2 separate regions of the Macaca mulatta genome follow, and region 1 is linked to region 2. The links are chromatin contacts, called in public Hi-C maps. All regions are on one chromosome and are shown on one strand. Each heading gives the region's core, a stretch centred on a gene start, on an enhancer-like site or on the middle of the called end of the contact. The rest is flanking DNA. Distances are from core to core; before and after follow the strand shown.

Region 1 (6,189 bases), core at 2,406-4,905, 59 kb before region 2:
CAGGTGTCAGGTAGGGTACTGGGGAGAAGGTGGATGAATTGGGTTGGCAGGTGTTGAGTTCCAGATGCCTGGGGATGCTCAGGTGGAGGAGGCAGGAGAGAGGCGGCTTATGGCGCTGAGGCTGGTGGAGGGGGCTGGAGCTGCTCACTCCAGAGGCATCAGTGTAGAAATGCAGCCTGGGAGACACCTGAGCAATGAAGGGGCAAGGCCACAGCTAAGGCAGGGGAGTTGATATTTAGTGTGCAAGGACTCAAAATGACAGCAGGAAGTGTTTTGGAGACCATTATTATTATTATTATTGAGATAGAGTCTCACTCTGTTGCCCAGGCTGGAGTGCAGTGGTGCAATCATAGCTTATTGTAACCTTCGACTTCTGGGCTGAAGTGATCCTCCTGCCTCAGCCTCCTGGGACTCAGCCACCACAACCAGCCAATTTTTAGATTTTTCTGTAGGGACAGGGGTGTGGGGGGGCCTCCCTATATTGTCCATGCTAGTCTTGAACTCCTGACCTCAATTAGTCCTCCTGCCTTAGCCTCCCAAAGTGCTGGGATCACAGGAATCAGTCACCACATCTGGCCAAGTGCTATTTTTATTTATTTATTTCATTTCATTTCATTTATTTATTTTTGAGACAGAGGTTTGTTGTTGTTGTTGTTGTTTTTGAGATGGAGTCTCACTCTGTCACCCAGGCTGGAGTGAAGTGGTGTGATCTTGGCTCACTGCAACTTCCACCTCCTGGGTTCAAGCGATTCTCCTGCCTCAGCCTCCTGAGTAGTTTGGATTACAGGTACCTGCCACGCGCCCGGCTAATTTTTTTGTGTTTTTAATACAGATGGGGTTTCACCATGTTGGCCAGGCTGGTATCGAACTCCTAAGCTCAGGTGATCCACCCGCCTCAGCCTCCCAAAGTGCTGGGATTACAGGTATGAGCCACTGTGCCTGGCCAAGTGCTATTTTTAAATGAATGTTTTCTTTATTTTGAGAATAGATAATAAATGCACAATAAATTCACTCCCAAAGGGTGAAAATTGTGTCTCTTACTCTGTCCCCCTTCACCAGTTCTTCTCCCCAGAGACAGCCACTGTCCCCAGTTTCTTCTTTCTTCTTTCTTTTTATTTCTTTTTTCCTTTTTTTTTTTTTTTTTTTGTTAGAGACAGGGTCTCACTCTGTTGCCCAGGCTGGAGTGCAGTGGCACGATCACAGTTCACTGCAGCCCCAGCTTCCCAGGCTCAAGCAATCTTCCTACTTCAGTTTCCCAAGTAACAGGGACTACAGGTGCACACCACTACGCCTGGGTAATTAAAAACAATTTTTTTTTTTTTTTTAGAGACAGGGTCTCACTATGTTGCCCAGGCTTGTCTCAAACTCCTGGGCTTGAGCAATGCTCCTGACTCAGCCTCCCAAAGTGCTGGAATTACAAACCATGAGCCACTGTGCCCGGCCTGTTCCCAAAGAAACAAGAAAGATGTTTCTTGTACATCTTTCCAGGGATATTTAACACACAGGAATGGGTGATCAGGTGTCGTGGCTCACGCCTGTAATCCCAGAACTTTGGAAGTGGATTGCTTTGAGTCCAGGAGTTCGAGACCAGCCTAGTCAACATAGTGAAACCCTGTCTGTGCGAAAAATACAAAAAATTAGCTGGGTGTGGTGGCGCGTGCCTGTGGTCCCAGCTGCTCAGGAGGCTGAGGTGGGAGGATCACTGGAGCCCAGGAGGTGGAGGTTGCAGTGAGCCAAGTTCGCACCACCGCACTCCAGCCTAGATAGACTGAGACCCTGTCTCAAAAAAAAAAAAAAAAAAAAAAAAAAAAGGCATATACTTTCTCCTATAAATGGTAACATATGCACTTTGCATCACCCTGTTTTCTCACTGGACAGTACATCTTGGAGATCATTCCACACTGGTACGCACAGGGCTGCCTCACTCTTTTGATTGATGCAGAATATTTCACTGTAGGAATGAAGCATATGTAATGAACAGTCCCCTATGAATGGACCTTTAGGTTGTTTCCCATATTTTACTATTCCAACAATGCCACAATGAAGAGCCTTTGGCAGACAGCATTTTGCACATGTGTGAATACGTCTGTAAGGTAAATTCCTAAAAGCAAAATTTCTGGGTCAAAAAAGATGTGCAGTCTAAATTTTGATAGCTACTGCCAAACGTTCTTTATTGAAGTTGCTTGATTTATACTCCTACCAGCAACGTATGAAAGCACCTGTTTCCCCAATGTATTATTTTTTACATTGGTATCTTGCTGTAATTTTAATATGCAGTTCTTTTTTGAGTCAAGTTGAGCACTTTTCACTTTTTTTTTTTTTTTTTTTTTTAGACAGAGTCTCGCTCTGTCACCCAGGCTGGAGTGTGCAGTGGTGGGATCTCGGTTCAGTGCAACCTCCATCTCCTGGACTCGAGGAATTTTCCTGCCTCAGCCTCCTGAGTAGCTGGAATTACAGGCATGTACCACCACGCCCGCCTAATTTTTGTATTTTCAGTATAGACAGAGTTTCACCATGTTGGCCAGGCTGGTCTCAAACTCCTGACCTCAAGTGATCTGCCTGCCTCGGCCTCCTAAAGTGTTGGCATTACAGGCATGAGCCATCGTGCCTGGCTATACATTTAAAAGCCATTTCCTTTTCTGTAAACTGTCCATTGGTATCCTTTGCATATTCAGATAAGCTGGGCATCTTTGTCTTAGGAACTATTTGTACAATAAGGAAATTAACCCCTTGTCTATAAAATGAGTTGCAAATATATGGTATTTTTCCCGGTTTGTTGTCTTATGATTTTGTTGTTATTACTTTTTTTTTTTAGATAAACATAAGCCTGTAGCACCTGGTATTTCCAGGCAGTCTCCCATACAAGCCCTAACCAGGCTTAGTTTCCAAGATTAGATGCATTCAGGATGGTACGGTTAATTTTTTAATGGAGAATTAGTTGTATTCTTACGGCTTCTGGGTTTCGCACACATAGTGTATCAGTTATTTATTGCTGCATAAAGAATTACTCCAAAATTGAACGACTGAGAGCAACAGCAGTCAGTGCATTATCATCTTTTATGGTTCCGGGGTTGACTGGGCTCTGGGCTCAGCCAGTGATTATCCTAAAGGCTCTTTCGTGCGTTTGTAGCTGTAGTCACATAGGAGTTGGCCTGGAGTCATCGGAAGGCTTCCTCACTCATACCTCTGGTCATTGAGCTGGCTGTCAGCTGGGCCCCCGGCTGTGCTGTTGGCCTGAACACCTACACATGACCTCTCTGTGTGTCCTGGACTTCCTCACAGCCTGGAACCTGGGTTTCCACCCTGGGCCAACCCAAGACACAGAAAAAGTAGGGGCTTTCAGTCTCTTAAGGCCTGAGCCTGTGGAAACAGGATACTGAGCGTGTACAGAAACTAGGGGTCCCATGAGGCCTTGGAGAAGATACTGCTCCCTCTCCCCCGGGGCCCTGATTCCCCAGTGGCACGAGGCGCACACCCCCCGCTCCCCCCCACACAAGGACACCGTGTAGGGTCACTGTGGCTCACTCCCCGAGCACGCGCAGTCACAGCCCAGCCGCAACCGCGCACTCCCGCAGGCGAAGCCACACCCCCCTGCGCACGTCGCGCGGCGTTTCTCCCGCCCACTCCAGCCTGGCCCAGCCCCGGCCCAGGTCCATTCCGGGGTCAGATTCCGTCCTGCCAGGTCTGAGTCGGCGGCTGCACGGCGGATGAGACCGGTGCTACTCATGAAGGTGTTCGTCACCCGCAGGATACCCCCCGAGGGCAGGGCCGCGCTCGCCCGGGCGGCAGAGTAAGAGCCCCGGGCCCCGTGGGGGAGGGGCGGGGCGCTCCCGGGGACCGGAGAGCCGGGCGGGGCGTTTGGGCCTTGTGGCTGGCTGGGGCGGGCTTGGAGTTTTGGGGAGGCTCGGAGAAAGTTCTCTGGGGCCCAGTTCTCTCCAGGACTCTTAAGACGACGCTGGGACCTGCAGTTCCGGCTTTGGAGAGGGGGAGATTGCCCCTGAGGCAAGGTCCAGGCTAATTCTCCACGCTCCCGCAGGGCACGTGGGGTCAGGGATGTGGCGGTCACTGACCTGGCCCCTCGGACGTTTGGCAGGAGCCTTTGATGACTCTTTTTCTTTATATTTACTTATCTTTATTTATTTATTTTTTTGAGACAGAGTCACTCTGCTGCACCGGCTGGAGTGCAATGGCTTGATCGCTCGTGGCTCACTGCAGCCTCGACTTCTTGGGCCCAATTAGTTCTCCCACCTGAGCCTCCCGTGCAGCTGGGACTACAGGTGCAAACAATCACCACCGGCTAATTTTCTGATTTTTTTGTAGAGATGGGGGTCTCACTCTGTTGCTCCGGATGGTCTCAAATTCCTGGGCTCAAGCGATCCTCCTGCCTCAGCTTCCCAAAGTTTGGAATTACAGGTGTGAGTCACCATGACCGGCCTGAGGACCCTTTTAATTAATTTATTTATTTTTAAGACAGGGTCTCACTCTCATCCAGGCTAGAGTGCAGTGGCGCAATTATACCTCACTGCAGCCTCAACCTCCTGGACTCAAGCGATACTTCCACCTCAGCCTTCCAAGTAGCTGGGACTACTACAGGCATGCACCACCATGCCTGGCTAAGCAGAGACGAGGGTCTCACTGTGTTGCCCAGGCTGGTTTTCAACTCCTGTACGAAGGGATCCTCCCACCTCAGCCTCCCAAAGTTCTGGGATTACAGGCATGAATCACTGCACCTGGCCCACCCTTGCTAAATGGAACCCTTTTTGTGGGCCAACCTTACCAGGTGCTTCATATACATAAACTTTTAATCCTGGCAGCACTGTTAAAAACTAATTAAAAACTGGAGGCTGGTCTTAGGGTTAAGTTCCTTCCCAAAGCCACGCAGCTCCCAAGTGGAGGAACTCCTGGGAGTTCTGCATCTGACTGCTGTCTGATCACTGCATTTGATCAGATTTGTGTTTCCAATGTTAGATAGGAAGAGGATGCAACCCCGCCTCAGCAGGCAGTTCTAGGGGCAGATGAGATTTTCACATTTTGTTCACTGCAACAAAACCTTTGCCAAGGACCCACTTTGTAGAGCAGAAGGCGGAAGGCAGCAGCCGCGCTCGTGGTAACAGTAGCTCACACTGTATCCTGCTCATGGGGAGGTGGATGAAGTGGTCCGTGGCCCGGGCTCGGTCAGGAGGTGCGAGTAGCTATCCTGTGTCCTGCCGCATAGAGGCTCCACACGTGCTGGCTGTACTGAATTCCATGGTGCACCACTGGGACAAATATCCGGTTCCCGTGAGCTGCCGTGGAAGCGTTGGGTGGCCTTGACCTTATCTGTCCTGGCCCAGTCCAACTATGAGAGTTTTCTATTTCATGGACTCCACGGACAGGAAGAGATGCAACAGGCCATTGAATCCAGGCCCCCACCTGAGGCACACCCTGCCCCTCACGGGCCTTCCCTGCAGTTGGCTGCCTGCTTGGCCGCCCAGCCCTTGTGAGTGTGGGAAAGCTCTTCTCTGTGCTGACCTGAGAGCTGTCCCCATGCCTTCCCCTTGCAGCTTAGGCTCTGCTCGGGGGCCCTTTAGCCCTTCACCTGTCACCTGTTCTCTCGGGACAGTTCTGAGGCCACCCCTGCCTGACCCTGCCTCCCCTCAGCCAGCCCCGGGCAGCCTGAGGCCAGGGCCATCAGAGGCCAGGGTTCCCAGCTGGGAGGGGTGGGGACAGGTGTGCGGCTCCTGCTTCTCCTGAGGGCCTCCCTTTCCCCGCAGCTGTGAGGTGGAGCAGTGGGACTCGGATGAGCCCATCCCCGTCAAGGAGCTGGAGCGAGGTGTGGCGGGGGCCCACGGCCTGCTCTGCCTCCTCTCTGACCGTGTGGACAAGAGGATCCTGGATGCCGCAGGTGCGCGCTGGGTGGGCAGGGGACTCGAGGGTGGCTTGGCCCTGTGGGCCCCTCAGCCTGCGCCGCTGGCTCCTGGGCTGCTCTGCAGTGCTGTCTGGGTTCTGAGGGCGGTTCCTGCGATACCAGGCCTAAGCGGGCAGATAGCTTGCTCTGGCACAGGCCCTGCCCCTCCCTCCTGCTGTGAACCCCTTGGCGGGGGGCCCTGGGAAGGCAAAGACCGTGGTGTGGAGACTGTGGGTGTGGGGAAGAGCATCCAAGGCCCTGGGTTCTCCAGCCCTGCCACAACCTTGCTCTGTGACCTCCGG
Region 2 (5,964 bases), core at 2,010-4,509:
CTTTAACCTTGTTTTTTTTTTTTGAGACAGGGTCTCACTCTGTCTGCAAGACTGGAGTGCAGTGGCAGGCTCTCAGCTCAATGCAACCTCTGCCTCCCAGGCTCAATCGATTCTTCTGCCTCAGCCTCCCGAGTAGCTGGGATTACAGGCGCACTTCACCATGCTGGGCTCATTTTTGTATTTTTAGTAGAGACAGGGTTTCATCATGTTGGCCAGATTGGCCTCGAACTCCTGACCTCAGGCAATCTGCCCACCTCAGCCTCCACAACTGCAGCAATTACAGGCGTGAGCCACCATACCCGGCCTTCCCTTTAACCTTTTTGCATACTCAGAAACCGATCAGCACACACTCCCCATTCTGAGTCCCTAAGAAGCCCCAGAACCAGCCACACTGGGAAAGAAGCCACCTGACTGCAGGGGTGGGGGACCACCCCTGAATGTCCTCTTCTCTGAGGCACTCAATAAAATTCTTCTCTGCCCTCCTCACCCTTCGAATTGTCAGAGTAACCTCATTCTTCTTGAACAAGGGACAAGGGTTTGGGAACCACTAAATGCGGGTACAAGCTGTAACACAAGTGGTCCGAGTGGGTGGAGGGTGGTGGGTGGCGCATCACTCCTGTTGGCAAAGTGGTTAAGAAAAATCCAACATCACCAATAAAATAATCTTGGAGAGTAAGAATATCTATTATAATAAGTAGTCCAACACAGTTCCTAATCTGTTTGGGATGTCAAGATAAATCAAAGCTTTTAGGAAATATATGTATAACTAATAAAATGAAAGGCACCTCCAAAACTGGATCTTGAAATTAAAAGCCACTATTCAGTGGTGAAAATGATGAAAACATATGTAAAGAACAATAGTTCACTCAGAAACAGCTAGTCTTTTAGAAGATGAGAAGTTCACTTCACACTTAGACAAAAGGCAGTGTAGTGCTACATTCCATCCCACCCGCTACGCTAACAAAACTGGCTCTACTAGACAACATCCATATTTGAGAAATATTACATACAGTAAAAGAAAAATCACATCCTTAAAACTGACAGAGGGAAAGTATTTAAAATTAATTCACATGAAAAAAAAAGTTGAGGCCGGGCGCGGTGGCTCAAGCCTGTAATCCCAGCACTTTGGGAGGCCGAGACGGGCGGATCGAGGTCAGGAGATCGAGACCATCCTGGCTAACACGGTGAAACCCCCTCTCTACTAAAAAATACAAAAAACTAGCTGGGCGAGGTGGCGGGCGTCGGTAGTCCCAGCTACTCGGGAGGCTGAGGCAGGAGAATGGCGTGAACCCGGGAGGCGGAGCTTGCAGTGAGCCGAGATCCGGCCATAGCACTCCAGCCTGGGCGACAGAGCGAGACTCCTTCTCAAAAAAAAAAAAAAAAAAAAAAAAGTTGAAACCTAACATAGAATCAATACCTTGGGTTCTTTTTTCCATTTCCAAAACGAATGTGAGCCAGATTCAAAATTCTCTGTCAGCACTACACCAGGTTTTGTCAAATTCACTGAACACAAGATTTTTTTAAGTCTCCAATTTGATATAATTCATGCTGAGTTCTTTAACTACTATTTGATATCCTAGTGATTTTTTATTACTTCCACTTTGGGGACAGTCTTGTGAGTCTCTTTTGAGAGCGTTCACTCTTAAGCTTGTAAGATGCCTTTCCTCCAAATCTTACCATTTTCAGAATTTTGCTACAGACATATCAATTAACCAAAATCCAGCATCTTCAGCTAACTAAAAGTTTTGACACAACTTTTAGGGAAAGGTGCAAATCTCTAGTAAACAGGTTGACTTCAGGACTCCTCAAAAAAAGAGTCTGCTTATTCAGCAAAACCCAAGGGCCCAGAACAGGTCCCCACCCAGGCAGTCTTACCTGTAAGGTCACCAAGCTGGCTGTGGTGGCCAGGTCAATCTTCCCAAATTTGATGAGATTTCCAGAAGGGTTAAAAGGAACAGTGAACGGTTTCCTTTGGCTTAGGGGCTTTTCTCTAAAATCCTTCTCTTCTTCCCGTCTGGTCTTTTCCCTCTGAACTATTAGCTTACTGCCAACCACCGTCACCACAGATATCACAAGAGTTTAGGCAAATGAAAAGCAAGTTCTACCCAGCCTTTTACATCTAAGGCACAACAGCCCATACTAGCACAACAAATTACCAATAATGACTAAGGCACAGCATTCTCTTCAACTTCTAAAGAAAAGCCTGTAACGTCTTCTACTTAATACAAGTGAAAAATAAGAGAATATGCTTTGGAATATTTTTTGCTTCAATTTTTGAAGGTGAAGAGTTTCTTCTATTCAAGTTAACTAGAGTCAGAGACTACTACTTAGGAATCAAGACTTTACTGTGCTTTCACCTAAATTTTTTCCTCCAAATTATTTAGGATTTGTCTTCTGTTCAGAAAATTAGTTTCCATAGTACCCTTCACTATGCCAGAATGCTGACTTAATTAAAAAATGGCCGTTTTTAAAGGAAAAAACTAACCTTCAACTCCCCTTAATTCACTGCCTTTTATTATTGACATACAAATCTGTCCTCCAAACAGGAGAACATGGGACAGCAGTGTCTAACCACCGCATCCCCCACAGCTCCTCGCACGAAGCCTGGGAGTAGTGGGCATTCAATAAATGCCTATTAAACACTTCAGTCCTCTCTTAACAAGTTGGTGCATTCCAAAACACTGGCTCCACCCCTCCAGGATCGGCCGCCGGCTCCCGATGGCAGTTTGCCTATGGCCTTGCTCTGGTGAAATCAAACCTCGTCGCTCAAGAAGACCCAGGATGGGGGCAAGGGAGCCGTCCGACCCCATCCCGCAAGGCAGCAGATCCTCTCTTCATTCCACCAGGCCGTTGGGCCTGAGGCCTTTCCCACCCCATTCGGGAACCTACGTAGCCAGCCAGAGATCCGCAGGGGTACCAGCTCCCGCCCCAGCCTGCAGACAGCCTGGCGTCGGGACACCGGGGACGCCTGCGCAGAAGAACGCGCCTGGCCCCTTCGCTCTGACGGTAACAATGCCCCCTCAGGAACACAGTCAGGGTAGGCTGGGGGCACCAGTACACGTCTGCGAGCTCCGCGACGCCTTGGCGCGCCCCTGGTGCTCAACCTTCCCCACGTGAGCGCGCCCGCCATCACGACACTCCCTGACGGGGTCTCCTCACCTGAGCCGGGCTCCGCCCCCCTCCTCCTCGCTGAAGGAGGCGGTGACCCCTCTCCGATCGGACTCGGCAGTGTCAGAGGAGGTGGGAACGTCCAGACCTGCGTCTCCGTTATGGGACTTCCTCCCCCTTCCGCCCGCCCCCCTCCCACCCCGCCTCTAGTACCCTAGCTCCTTCAGCCAGTTCGCCGCGGCACTCCGAGAACACCGCGGCGGCGCCTGAGGATAAACGGAAGTGACGTAATGCAAGAGCGCCTACTCCGCCCTTTTCCTCCTCCCCCGGTGGGGTTACAACCAATCAGCAACGGGGAGGGCGGGGCCGGGGTAGGAGTGCAGCCAGCCGGCGCGCGGAACCCGGAGGAATTTCTTTGGCCCCCAGAAAAACTGACCAATCCACGGTCCCTGGAGTCTGGTTGTGTTTACTACCGATTGATTCCGTGAGCTCTCTGACCAATCACCCTTTGCCTTACAACACGTACAACGGTTAACAAATGCCTTTTAGGGCGGGATTTATCACTAAACCGCTCCAGGTTTGGACTATAGAAATGCAGCTGTTCGCTGCAACCAATCAAAACCCTCTGTGGTTTAGGCAAGCGGGCTTTCCGCCTAATTCCGCCAATCATAACAACGACTGCGTGAAGTCTGAGGGCGCCCGAGAGGCGGGCCCTCAGGGCAGCCTTACCGCCATTGGCTGGTCCTGAAGGATTTTTCCACCCACGTGGTGCCCGGCCCTTTAGTGACCCAGGGCTCTTCTCCCGGGGTCAATTCCCTTCGCTGAACACACACAAGTACGGGGTTGGAGATTTGAGTTCCCACTTCATGGATGTTGGGAAAGATAAGATTCCAAGAGGCTCTTTAGGTTGAACTAAGCCGAAGTCCAGGGTAAAAACGGCGAACAAAAAAGGTCGGACCCCGCCCCTCGTCCAGCCGGGTGGCTGCGCGTCTGGAAACGGTGGCGCCACAGGAGCCTGGCGCCTGGCCCCGCACTGGGCCGCAGGTCATATAAGCCTGTCGTCTCCGTGCCCAGATTCATAATCACCCGCACCCCAAAAAACAAAATAGGAAGCGCTAAGCTCTCCCATTCATGTCCCAAACGTGGAAGGGTCGCGTACTTGTATGAGACGCGATCTGAAAAGTCCGAGCGCCGCGGCGACGCTCGGGTTTCTAGGTGCACACTGGGAGAGAGAACCCGAGCCCTCAGCATCGGGCACAGGGGCCAGGGAAGAAGCCCCCTTTCTTCGGGTGAGGACGGCAGAAAAAAGCTCCCTTCTCCTGTGCAGCTTGTCTGGGAGCGCTGCTTGGCTCTGGAGACAAAGGCAGGCTCGCGAACATGGCTGTGTTCTGGGGGTGGGGGTTAAGGGTCTTGGAGGAGCTCCCATAAAAATGGAACTCCTGGCCAGGCGCGATGGCTCACGCCTATAATCGCAGCAATTGGGAAGGCTGAGGCGGGCAGATGGCCTGAGGTCAGGAGTTTGAGACCAGCCTGGCCAATATGGTGAAACCCCGTCTCTACTAAAAATGCAAGAATTAGGTGGCGGGCGCCTGTAATCCCAGCCAGCTACTCGGGAGGCTGAGGCAGGAGAATCACTTGAACCCGGGAGGCGGAGGTTGCAGTAAGCCGAGATCGCGCCGCTGCACTCCAGCCTAGGCCACAGAGTGAGATTTCGTTGCGAGAGGCAGGGGGAGGAACTCTCCGCTTTACAGAATTGAACACACCGGATACCCCTACAGCTGATTGCATCCCTTCAGTTACCGGTCGGATGTGTTGATATCAAAAAGCAACCTGTTTGCATGGATTTCTTGAAGGCCTCGGTGGAGTCTGATGTTTAATTCTTTTCCTTAAGATTCGCTGACACTCTATAGCCATCACACATATTTTACTGCCAGATTCATTGGTAAAATAAAGAAAATATGGAATGATGACAGTAAGCCAGGCAATAGGAGAGATTCTTTTGCGTATGTGGCTCTCAAAGGTAAATGCCATGACCTAGATTACTCAGATTTACAGGCTCACAAAACTTTTTAAAATTGTATATTCAGAACTTAGGAGTGTGTGGAAGTGGACACCTGCTATATTGCGGTCGGGAGTATCACTGATGCCCTGTTTGACTATCACTTCGTAGTATCTATCAAAATTTAAAACATGCGTTTGTTCCCTTCTAGCTGGCAATTCCTTTCTAGAAATATATGCTACCCAAATACAAAGATGTGGAATAATAAACCCAAGGCTCTTTACCACAGCTTTGTTAGTACAAGGGGCGGGGGTGGGGGGAGAGGGGGAGTGGAGAACAAACCTAAATGTGCAACTAAAGATTACAAAAATTTGGTAAGTATCGTGACTCCTTCATGACTAAGGCTCCCATAGATGCAAAACGAAAGTAATAAAATCCTGCGGCCAGGCGCGGTGGCTCACACCTGTAATCCTAACACTTTGGGAGGCCGAGGAGGGTGGATCATGAGGTCAGGAGTTCGAGGCCAGCCTGTCCAACATGGCGAAACCCTATCTCTACTAACAAAATACAAAAATTAGCTGGGCATGGTGGCGGGCGCCTGTAATCCCAGCTACTCGTGAGGCTGAGGCAGGAGAATCACTTGAACCAGAGAGAAAGAGGTTGCAGTGAGCCGAGATCTCGCCATTGCACTCCAGCCTGGAGGACAGAGCAAGACTCCATCTCAGAAAAATAAATACATATATACACACACACTTACATACATACATACATACATACAGGTACCTGCATGCGGAGGTACACATAAAAGTTTATGAATGTATGGCTGGCTGAGTGTGAAAGGATACTATCAAATGTTC

The links. Hi-C and Micro-C count contacts between places; a contact is called where the count stands out from the background.
Region 1: a Hi-C map of liver shows a contact between it and region 2, with 2.3 times the contacts expected there. The contact joins the promoter of GRHPR here to the promoter of ZBTB5 in region 2. A contact is called at or near these places in 2 of 14 Hi-C or Micro-C datasets (blood and liver).

The regions. Positions count from the first base shown.
Region 1 is chr15:62,191,642-62,197,830 of T2T-MMU8v2.0, reverse strand. It overlaps GRHPR (glyoxylate and hydroxypyruvate reductase), which reads left to right and starts at 3,655. Exons shown (of 11, transcript XR_013404679.1): 1 at 3,655-3,790; 2 at 4,321-4,413; 3 at 5,754-5,884.
Region 2 is chr15:62,132,334-62,138,297 of T2T-MMU8v2.0, reverse strand. ZBTB5 (zinc finger and BTB domain containing 5) reads right to left here and starts at 3,259. Exons shown (of 2, transcript NM_001261623.1): 1 at 3,160-3,259.